Regions from separate parts of the Mus musculus genome. Here region 2 is linked to region 1. The links are chromatin contacts, called in public promoter capture Hi-C maps. All regions are on one chromosome and are shown on one strand. Each heading gives the region's core, a stretch centred on a gene start, on an enhancer-like site or on the middle of the called end of the contact. The rest is flanking DNA. Distances are from core to core; before and after follow the strand shown. Region 1 holds the start of Cxcl17 (chemokine (C-X-C motif) ligand 17). Region 2 holds the start of D930028M14Rik (RIKEN cDNA D930028M14 gene).

What was found. Promoter capture Hi-C pulls out the DNA fragments that hold promoters and counts their contacts.
Region 2: a promoter capture Hi-C map of stem cell-derived epiblast-like cells shows a contact between it and region 1, with 6 times the contacts expected there. The contact joins the promoter of D930028M14Rik here to the promoter of Cxcl17 in region 1. A contact is called at or near these places in 11 of 39 promoter capture datasets (the 3T3-L1 cell line, the C10 cell line, the HPC-7 cell line and 6 more), 2 of 115 datasets of contacts at active chromatin or transcription factors (embryonic stem cells and pancreatic cancer cells) and 1 of 9 other capture datasets (embryonic stem cells).

What each region holds. Positions count from the first base shown.
Region 1 is chr7:25,409,980-25,414,914 of GRCm38.p6, forward strand. It overlaps Cxcl17 (chemokine (C-X-C motif) ligand 17), which reads right to left and starts at 2,907. Exons shown (of 4, transcript NM_153576.2): 1 at 2,723-2,907. The coding sequence starts at 2,801. The region is part of intron 3 of 4732471J01Rik (RIKEN cDNA 4732471J01 gene); the gene reads left to right.
Region 2 is chr7:25,150,405-25,155,339 of GRCm38.p6, forward strand. It overlaps D930028M14Rik (RIKEN cDNA D930028M14 gene), which reads left to right and starts at 2,053. Exons shown (of 3, transcript NR_045847.1): 1 at 2,053-2,222; 2 at 4,918-4,935. It also overlaps a transcript of Pou2f2 not described here.

The DNA of each region.
Region 1 (4,935 bases), core at 1,657-4,156:
GTTTTTATTATTAGGTATTTTTCTCGTTTACATTTTCAATGCTATCCCAAAGGTCCCCCATACCCACCCCCCCAATCCCCTACCCCCCCACTCCCCCTTTTTGGCCCTGGTGTTCCCCTGTACTGGGGCATATAAAGTTTGCAAGTCCAATGGGCCTCTCTTTGCAGTGATGGCTAACTAGGCCATCTTTTGATACATATGCAGCTAAAGACAAGAGCTCCCGGGTACTGGTTAGTTCATATTGTTGTTCCACCTATAGGGTTGCAGTTCCCTTTAGCTCCTTGGGTAATTTCTCTAGCTCCTCCATTGGGGGCCGTGTGACCCATCCAATAGCTGACTGTGATCATCCACTTCTGTGTTTGCTAGGCCCCGGCATAGTCTCACAAGAGAGAGCTATATCTGGGTCCTTTCAGCAAAATCTTGCTAGTGTATGCAATGGTGTCAGCATTTGGAAGCTGATTATGGGATGGATCCCTGCACATGGCAATCACTAGATGGTCCATCCTTTCATCACAACTCCAAATTTTGTCTCTGTAACTCCTTCCATGGGTGTTTTGTTCCCATTTCTAAGAAAGGGTAAAGTGTCCACACTTTGGTCTTCGTTCTTCTTGAATTTCATGCGTTTGGCAAGTTGTATCTTATATCTTGGGTATCCTAAGTTTCTGGGCTAAAATCCACTTATCAGTGATTTTTTAGCTTTCTTAACTGGAGGTTTATTTACTATTGGTGATTAGTGGATAGAGGCCCACACAGCAAAGCATTGTTCACCACCACACTGAAGTAGTAAACTTGGTCCTGTAATCCCAGCTATTTGGGAGGTGGAAGCAAGAAGATCACAAGTTCAGGGAAGTCTGGGAAATAATAAAGGTCATGCATCAACCAAAATAGGGGCAGGCAGGTGGGCATGGTGGCCGTGCACACCTTCAGTCCCAGCACTCGGGAGGCAGAAGCAGGTGGATACATCTGAATTCAGTGCCAACCTGGTCTACAGAGCAAGTTCCAGGACAGCCAGGGCTACACAGAAAGACCTTGTGTGTCTGCAAGTGTAGCTGGCAACATACACACAAGTGTACACACAGCCCAGCCAAGATCCACTTCCCAGACCTTCCCAACCTCTCCTGGAAAAGTCAAAGATTTTCTCAGAAAAACAAACAAACAAAAAATAGAGGCATGGCTGTAATTCAGTGACACACTGCTTGGTTAGCATGCATGGGCACCCCCCTCCCCCATACACACACACTAGCAACAACAAGAAAAAACCAACACTATCATACCTTGGCATATGAGTCATAGAAGTGAATCATTTTGAACTTAGAAACCTGAGCCCTTAGCTAATATTGATTGTTATGTGGGATAGTGTGAAGATTATGGGAACAATGCATCAGTTTGTACCCCCAAGGTGGTTAAGGTTACAGTCTGCAGGGCAGGAGAGGTAGAAGAGGTGCCCCCAGTGTGAGACAGACCATGATGTACAAAGAGTCCTGACTGAGCTGTGCATAGTCAGCGTGGAGAGCAGAGGAGTGGAAAGGTGTTAGCCTTTGAATTAGATGTGTGAGTAAAGTTGAGCTGGTTTGAAAACACAGGACCTGTTGGGGATCAGCAGCCTAGTATGGTTGGAGCATAAGTGCATCTTTGTGAATGAAAGAAAGTGGACTGGAAAGGTGTGTTGTGACTAGAGCTTTGAGTTCATGGGGAGGACTCTAGCCCTGGTGCCCATATAGTGATAGAGAAGCCTTCCCTTCCAGAGTGGCCACTATGGGCCCCAGGACTGAAGAACTCAGAGAACTTTCCCTACAAAGGAAAGAAGTTGGACATTGCCAGAGGCAGGTGATCCTGGATTTAGGATCACATGATGCTGAGTATGCCACAGAGTACCTCACCCACAGGAGAAAGGTACATGGATAGAGATGATCTTGCTTCTGTGTGGTGGCTCTGTGAAGAGCTGGGAAACACTGGCTGTGGTGAAGACTAGAACAGATTCAGAACCTCTACCGAGTCTGCTTCAAAAGGGACAGACCATTCAACCAAGCCCGGGATGACTAAAATGTCTGCATGACTACTGCCTGCTAATAGGACTGACCTGGTTTGTATCATCACGAGCTTACTTGGCATACTCTAAAGTTATAGGACTCCTCATTTCTTTGCCTTCCACCACAAGCCTCCCACCCCCAGTTGAGCCCTGAGAAAATCTGTGACTTTTCCAGGAGAGGTTGGGAAGGTCTGGGAAGTGGATCTTGGCTGGGCTGTGTGTACACTTGTGTGTATGCTGCCAGCTACAGTTGCAGACATGTTGGGAATGTGCCTTAAAGTTTACAGAGTCCTTTGGGATAAAGAGGGTCCTTTCTTTTTGCTAATGAGGATTCTGGTACTGAGAAAGACTAACTTAATTACCCCAACTTGTTGCTAAAAGAGTATTTTAATGCACTTGTTGTTGGGTTTGCCATGTTTTCTACCCCATTTCTTCCCCACAAAATCAAATTAATCTTTGGTGTGCACATGGTTCTGGTGAAGTAGAAATTAATCTTGAGCCAGGCATGGTGGCACACCTATAATACTGGGACCCAGGATACTGTGGTCGGAAGAGTCCAAGTTTTCGGTCAGCCTGACTACATATCAAGAGCCTGTCTCAAGGGAGAGAAAAATAGAAGGGAGGAGGACGGACAAAATAAAGAGGAAGGGAGGGAGAGAAGGAGAAGAGAGAATATCATTTCATTGTATTTACCTGGGTTCGGGCTGCTGAAGACCATGGACATGAGCATCACTGGAAGCAACAGAAGGAAGGGAGAGGCTAGAAGCTTCATTGTGGCTGTCTGTTGGTTCTTAAAGGCTGTGTGGATTGTCACCAGTTAGAGGCTTCTGATTTCTTGTAACTGCTCAGGTGGAGTAGTGTCTACAATTTAATCCTACACAAGAACACCCTTGGGAAATCAAGAGCAGGAAGGCGGTGCTGGTCAGTTTAGTACCAGATTGGACCAGGTCTTTACGGGAATGTGGGAGGTAAAACTGGCCAAACAAAAGAAACCACACTCCAGAGAAAGGAACAAATGACTGACACCTTGGCATGTGTGTGTGTGTGTGTGTGTGTGTGTGTGTGTGTGTATGTATGCTTGACTCCTCCCCCACTGTGGGGGGTTTCATTCTCTAAGCTTTTTTCTCACTTGAATTTCCGTGTACCTTTTGGCTGTTTAGAGCAAAACCGAGGCACTGCAGGCTGACAAAGAGAGGCTGACAGCTGCGCTTCCTCTCTCCACCCATTTGTGATTGCCAGCACAGTAGATGGAAGTGCTACTGCCTGGACAGTTGTCCTGTCCTCGCACTGTTGACAGATTCATCCAGTTCCCTAGCCACTCACAAGGGAAGCAGAGTTCAGTTAAGAAGACGTTCACTTTGGGTGTGCTGGTGTGTGCCAGCACTGGAGGCTGAAGAGGGCTTTGAGTTTCCCCTCCCCTCCCCTCCCCTCCCCTCCCCTCCCCTCCCCTCCCCTCCCCTCCCCTCCCCTCCCCTCCCCTCCCCTCCCTTCCTTTCCTCTCCTCTTCAATTCTCTCTCTCTCTCTCTTAACAAAGAAAGAAAAACAAAAATGAAGGGCTAGTGGCTGCCTGGCGAGTGAGCTGATGATCTAACTTCAATCCCCACTGTTCACAGGAAGTAGAGAAATCAGTGCATTGTCCTTTGACTGCTATAGTCATTTGGTGCATGCACACTCCCCTCATCCTTAAATAACTGTAATGAAGAACGAAGGGCTAGGGATGTAGCTTAGAGATAAGATGCTTGACTAGCATGCACAAGGCTCCAGGTTTGATTCTCAGCACCATAAATAGCAAATAAAAACAAACCAGCAACAATGCACAAATAAAATCAGAGTCAGTTATCTTTGCCTCCAAACTCTTTCCTGGAGCAGTGGGGAAAACAAAGCCTCCTCTTGTTCATCAGGAAGTTGGCTATGGTTTAGTTGCTCCAATTTACAGGACACGGTGTGTGTGTGTGTGTGTGTGTGTGTGTGTGTGTGTGTGTATGTGTGTGTAAGATCACCAGAGCTTCAGGTCCAGGAATATATGAACTATAGGCAAAAAGGGATTCTTGAACTGTGTTGGTCCAGGTTGGTGGAGTTCTTGGTTCAAGGCAAAAGGAGAAAGCTGATAATGCCCACAGTCAACATTAAAGACGATTGTGCCAGCCAGCTCACGAGGGAGGGGAGCGTTTATTTCTGAAACTTGCACTCTTAGAGGTGTTATTTCATGGCCTGTCTGCCCTGTCATTTTTGAGCCTGTGCTGAGATACATCATGGAGAGAGTGCATAGTGGAGGAAACTGCTCACTTCTCGCATCTAGGAAGCAAAGAAGATAGCAAGAACCATAAACCTAATAGTTCATTTAAGGGTGTATACGCCACCATGACATAACTGTTTTCTACTGAACTCTGTCTCCTAAAGGTTCTTCTGATCTCCCACAGACTGGCTACCCAGCCTTTACCTCATGGGCCTTTGGGAAGCACTGAAGATCTAAATTATAACAATCTTGGAACATCAGCACTGAATTTGGTGTCTATTTGAGGGACTTTAAGACTGCCAAAGCAATAGGGATTGATGAACTTAAATATTGGGTGACATTTGTTGGAGCCAAAGGGACAATGAATAAGGAAGTCTTTTCTAGAAGCCTCCAGGAATGAGAGGATATATGAATTATTCCTTCAAAAGAAGTGAATTGATAAACAAAATTTTCATTATTTATTAATTTATTTACTTTATATCTTATTGCAGCCCTATCCTCCAGGACCCCCTCACACAGCCCCTTCCCCCCACTCTCCCTTTCCCTTCTCCTCTGAGAAGGGGGAGGATTCTCCTGGGTATCACCTCACCCTGGCACATCAAGTCACTGCAGGACTAGGCTCATCCTTTCCCACTGAGACCAGACAAGATAGTTCAGTTAAGGGAGTGA
Region 2 (4,935 bases), core at 803-3,302, 260 kb before region 1:
GGATAGTAGCAGAGGGGGTGAAGGCAGGTTGGGGGAGGGGTGGTGAGGAAGCAGGGTTGGGGGGGAGCAGGACCAGGCTCACATTTGCCATTCAGGGCAGCTGACAATAAAAATGCTTTATTGCCAAGAAACTGGATCGATCGGGGCTGGAGGGGGCCGGCAGGGGGGACGCGGAGGGCTCAGCTTAGAGGCCGGCGGCCGGGCCTCCGCAGCGACCAGGGCCCCAGCCGCCCTCCCCCCTGCGCCCCCCTCCCCGCCTCCTGCCCTTTCTCTCTCCTGCAGCCACCGCTTAGTTCTTATTATATTTTTTCTTATATATTTTTCCCCCAGCTTCTCCTGCTCCTGTTTTTTTTTTCCTTTTAATTTTTTTTTTTTTTAAACTCACTGTGCTCCTGAGGCTGCAGGCTGGGTGGGGGTGGGGTGGGGGCATCTGCCCAGGCGGGGCCCTACCCATTGGCTTCTAGGGCTGCTGTCTATGGGATGAACCCTCACTTTAACTTCACAGTCCTAGCCCTGGTTCAATCAAGCTCCCCCAGAGTCTGGCCCCACGTCCAGACTCTCATCCTCCTCTCCTATCACCCTTAAGGTCTTCCTTCTGACTTAGGAGTGCCCCCCACACCCACACTATGGTGGGCTCGCAGCCCTGGGCAGACCCTCTTCCTCTCCCCCCTACCTGGCCCCTTGCTTCCTCATGGAGCCATTTGGCTGATGGTCAGAACTGTCCGTCAAGGGGGCTCTGAGCCCCTGAGGACTCAGATGGGAGGAGGCAGGGGGAGAGGTCGAGGGTCAGGCCACGGCCCCTCAGCTCATCTCTTTCCCCTCCCCCTTCCTAACAAAGGGAACAGCAGACCATCGCTGGGGGTGGGAGGGGGCTGCCTGGTAGTCAGAGGGAAGCCAGAGAGGGGCTGTGGATGGCCATGGGCAGGAGGCAGGGTGAGGGCTGCCTGCCCCTCCTCTGCCCGCCCTCTCGGGTCAAGGCTAAGGTGATTCCTCAACCTCTCCAGGCTGGGAGGGGAGGACGGGTCTTCGAAGACAAAGAATGGGAGCCCCAGGGAGTTGGGGGCTGGCAGGGAAGCACCTGGGACCCACTATTTTGACTTGGGGAGGGACAGCAGGCACCCTCCCTCAGGCACCCTCCCTCCCGGTTCTTGCTTTTCCCCTCCCGTCAGCCCCGCCTCCCATCTGCAACAATCCCTCTGGATCTCAGAGCTGAGGCAGGATTCGGTTGGGGTTGAGGGGGAAACTGAGGCCCAAAGAAGGGGCAACAAAGTCACAGGGAGAATGTTGCCCCACTTTGACCTTCAGCTTCTTAGCCTAGCAAGGGAAAGAGCCCCTCTCTCCCAGTCCTTTCTCTTCCGGGTCAGGGCTGGCCCATGGAGGGGGCAGGTAACAGAAGGCTGCTGGAAGAAGGGGGGGGGGGAGGCTGAGGGGCTAGAGGGGTTGATCTCTGTATTCCAGGCCAGCCACGGAGGTTGAGGGACCAAAAGACCTTAGCATGCTGTCTCTGGCCTGGGTCTGTGGTGAGAGTCAACTGGAAAGGACAGGGTAACCTACCCCCACCCCAGTACCTGGAAAGAGACCTTCAGAGAGGGTTCTCTCCCGCTCACTGCCACATAGCAAAGGTGGACCCACAGCCTGGACTGCCCACACATGACACCTGCCCAGCCTGACAGTAGCTGGCAAAGAGGAGCCATGGCTGGCAGCCATCCTGACTATGGAATAAAAAGCCACTGGAGAAACAAAAAAGAAATGTTCAAAGCCTGGGGGGGCTACGCTCTCCTGCCAAGGCTGAGGGGGCTCTTGGAGAGAATAAGGGCCGCAGCCAAAAGGAAGTGGGGGGCAGGGCATACCCCTTTTCTGGGGGGGGGCTCAAATATGCTTCCACAGCTTGTCCAGGAGACCCTAGATGTACCCAGGACTAAGGGGTCCCAGCTGCCCTCCCCCAAACCTCCCCTCCCTTCTCTCTCTCTTTCTCGCCGCTATCGACCGACCAGGCTGTGACATGGTGGATCAATACAGCAGGGATATAAAGCCGGCTGGCTGGCTGCCTGCCTCTGCCTCTCTCTCCCTTGCTTCTCTTCCTTTCTTTCCCGGAGCCGCACCCAAGCCCCCACCCCATGTACCCCTTACCCCTACCTCTGGGGGGGGCCAGCCATCACCCCATACTCCCCTACTGCAGGAGAGTTTAGGGGGGCTGAGAGCTTGGAGAGCCAGGAGAGGGGGTGAGTATGGGGGTGGGCAGGGAAGCAGATGGGTGTGGGGGGCTCACATCTGCAGGCGAGGTGGCTGGGTAAACTGAGGAACAGCTGTTTAGGAGGAAAGGGAGCACCCCCCTCAGAGGGATGGGGCCCTTTGAGGGTAGCTGAGGGTGAGGGATGAAGCCTTGGGTGGTGGGCAGGGTTCCTGGCTAGGCAGGGGGATGGGGAAATGCTGTTCTGAGCCTGTGGGAGAAGGGAAGAAAGGCCTGGATACTGGATTTGGAAGGGCGAATGGACAGAAGCAAGAGGGGGCACCCTGGGCAAGCCTGGTGTCTACCTTCAGGACCTTGGCCTCACCCCAGAGCCTGGGTTGAATGAGCTGGGGTGTGGGTGGGCTTTCTTAGGGAGGTAGACAGGATGTCTCAACCAAGGGGCTGTGGAGTCCGAATGGATGCCACCCATGGAAGGTGTACACAGGTCCTTAAGCTGTGTTAGGGGACTCCAGAATTGTCTCCTGACCGCCCTGACCCTCGAGCCATGTCTGTGTGTGACTATGAGCCTGTGGGGGTTGTCCTGGGGATGCTGGGGCTTGTGCATATATGGCCATGGTGTCTCCATGATTACTGGGTGTCCTCAAATGCCCGTGTGGCCCTTGCGGGGATGTGGATGAATCTCAAGATGATACTCTCTCTGTCCCTAGGAAGGGTGGTGGCTAAGTGTCCCTAGTGAACCGGATTGTGGTGACATGTCCACGCCTCTGGTGGAGTGTGTCTGAGTGTGGGTGTTTTGGAGTGAGTCTGTATGTGTCCCTGTGTCTGTGTCGTGCGGGGGGGTGGGGTGGGGGGCTGTCCTTGGGCTTCAGAGCCTGTTTGGTCCTCTCTATGTGCATCGAAGGCTCTATATGAGTGGTAGAGACTCCGGTGGGTTCACTCTGTGTCTACCTGCTCCAGATGACCCTGTGTGCTGATGGTCAAGTGCTCTCTCATCAGTGGGATGGAGGCTCTGGGTGTGTCCCAGTGTGTGTCACGGTGACTCAGTGTACGTGAAGGGGGCAGAGGTCACATCCCTGAGTCTGAGTGGGGGAGGGGGTGGAGCAACAGAGGCTGCCACCGAGACACTGGCTAGTGTGGTTTATGGCTACATCATCTCCACATAGAATATAAGGGCCAGTCTGCCTTCTTTCTTCCCCTGCCAGAGGCCCCAGAGCCCTGCCAGGATGGGCTCAGTCTCCCTCCCTTCCTTCTCCCACCTTGGGTGGGGTGCGCCTCTGTTCTTCAGCACCCTCTGCTTTGGTGGACACTACCTCAACTCCACCAAGCGACCTCCGTCCCTCCCAACCCCCCCAGCGCCACCCGCTCCCCCCACCCTCCCCCCACCACAAGTCCAGTCCAACCCAGACAAAAGCAATTACTCCTGAGGTAGGATGTGAGTGTGGGTGTTAGAAACAGAAAAAAAATATAGTGGGGGGAAGGGAGGGGGAGGGAGACACACACACAGAAGCAGGGATGGTCAGCCAAAGACCTGGAGAGACAGGGATGAAGAAAAAGACAGAGGGAGAGAAGGAAGGACAGCTAGAGCTACTCGGGGCAGAAACCGAGAGATGTGGATGGACAGAAACATAGATCCAGGAGACAGAGGCAGCAGGGGAGAGCCATGGAAGGCCAAGTAGAGAGACCAGCCAGAGAAGCACAGTAAAAGAGAGCAGGGGACACAGGAATGAAGAAAGAGGACAGGGGACAGTGTGAGGGTTGGGGGAGAAGACATGTGGGGAACCCCAGCCAGGGTCAGCCAGAAAACACAGACAGGGAGAAACACAAAGAGTAAGAATGAGATCTGACAGGGACAGATGAAAGACAGACGCACAGACAGAGGTGGACGGACACTGGTGATGTAGTGAGAAACCCAAGCCAGCAAAGACAGAAAGCGCTGAAGAGAGTTCAAAGCCTTCTCCTGACAAGAGCACCCGCGCGCGCGCGCGCGCGCACACACACATACACACACATATACACGCTAGGTAGGCTTCCTCCCCACCCCCAGGCCAGAAGTCAGGTGTGGCCAAGCCATCCCCATAGCCCTTGGTCCCCCAGAGCCAGAATGAGGAGGGGACAGATGCTCTCAGCTGTCAGACAAGAGAGCTGGGCACAGTACATCCTCGCTGCCAACACCAGCCAGTTAGTGTCACCTACGTGTGCCATATACCACATTACTCACGCTGGATGCCCAGAGAGGACACAAGAACCCCTGCAAGGCCCTTCCTTTCTGTCTCACAGCTGTGCCCTGCCTGCCTAGTGCCCTTAGCTCCTATCTTTCCTCCTTGGCACCAAGCCAGTGAGTGGCCTTGTCCTACCACCTATGGGGTGTCTTCATGCACTCCGGCTTGGGGGGTACACTTCCTGCCCTTCCTACTTGCCTCTATCTGCTTTCCTGTGCCCTACCCCATTTCTACTGCCTCCCTTCTCTTTTGCTCTTCTCAAGAGCTCCCCAATATTCCTCCAAAGTCAGATGGTGACCCCTCTGGACCTCCTGTTGGCCAGGTACCTCAAAAGGAATGCACTCCCTAGCCCTCCCCTTTGCTGGGGGAAAAAGAGGCTACCTCCAGTTCTTGTCCCCACCCCACCCCATACCTCTTTTCTTGCCACCCTGGCCCTTGCCAGGCCCCCACATTTTCATGTGATCAGCTCTGAGGCCAGAAGCTAAAACTCTATTTACACACCTCCAGACTCAAAGAAAGAGGAAA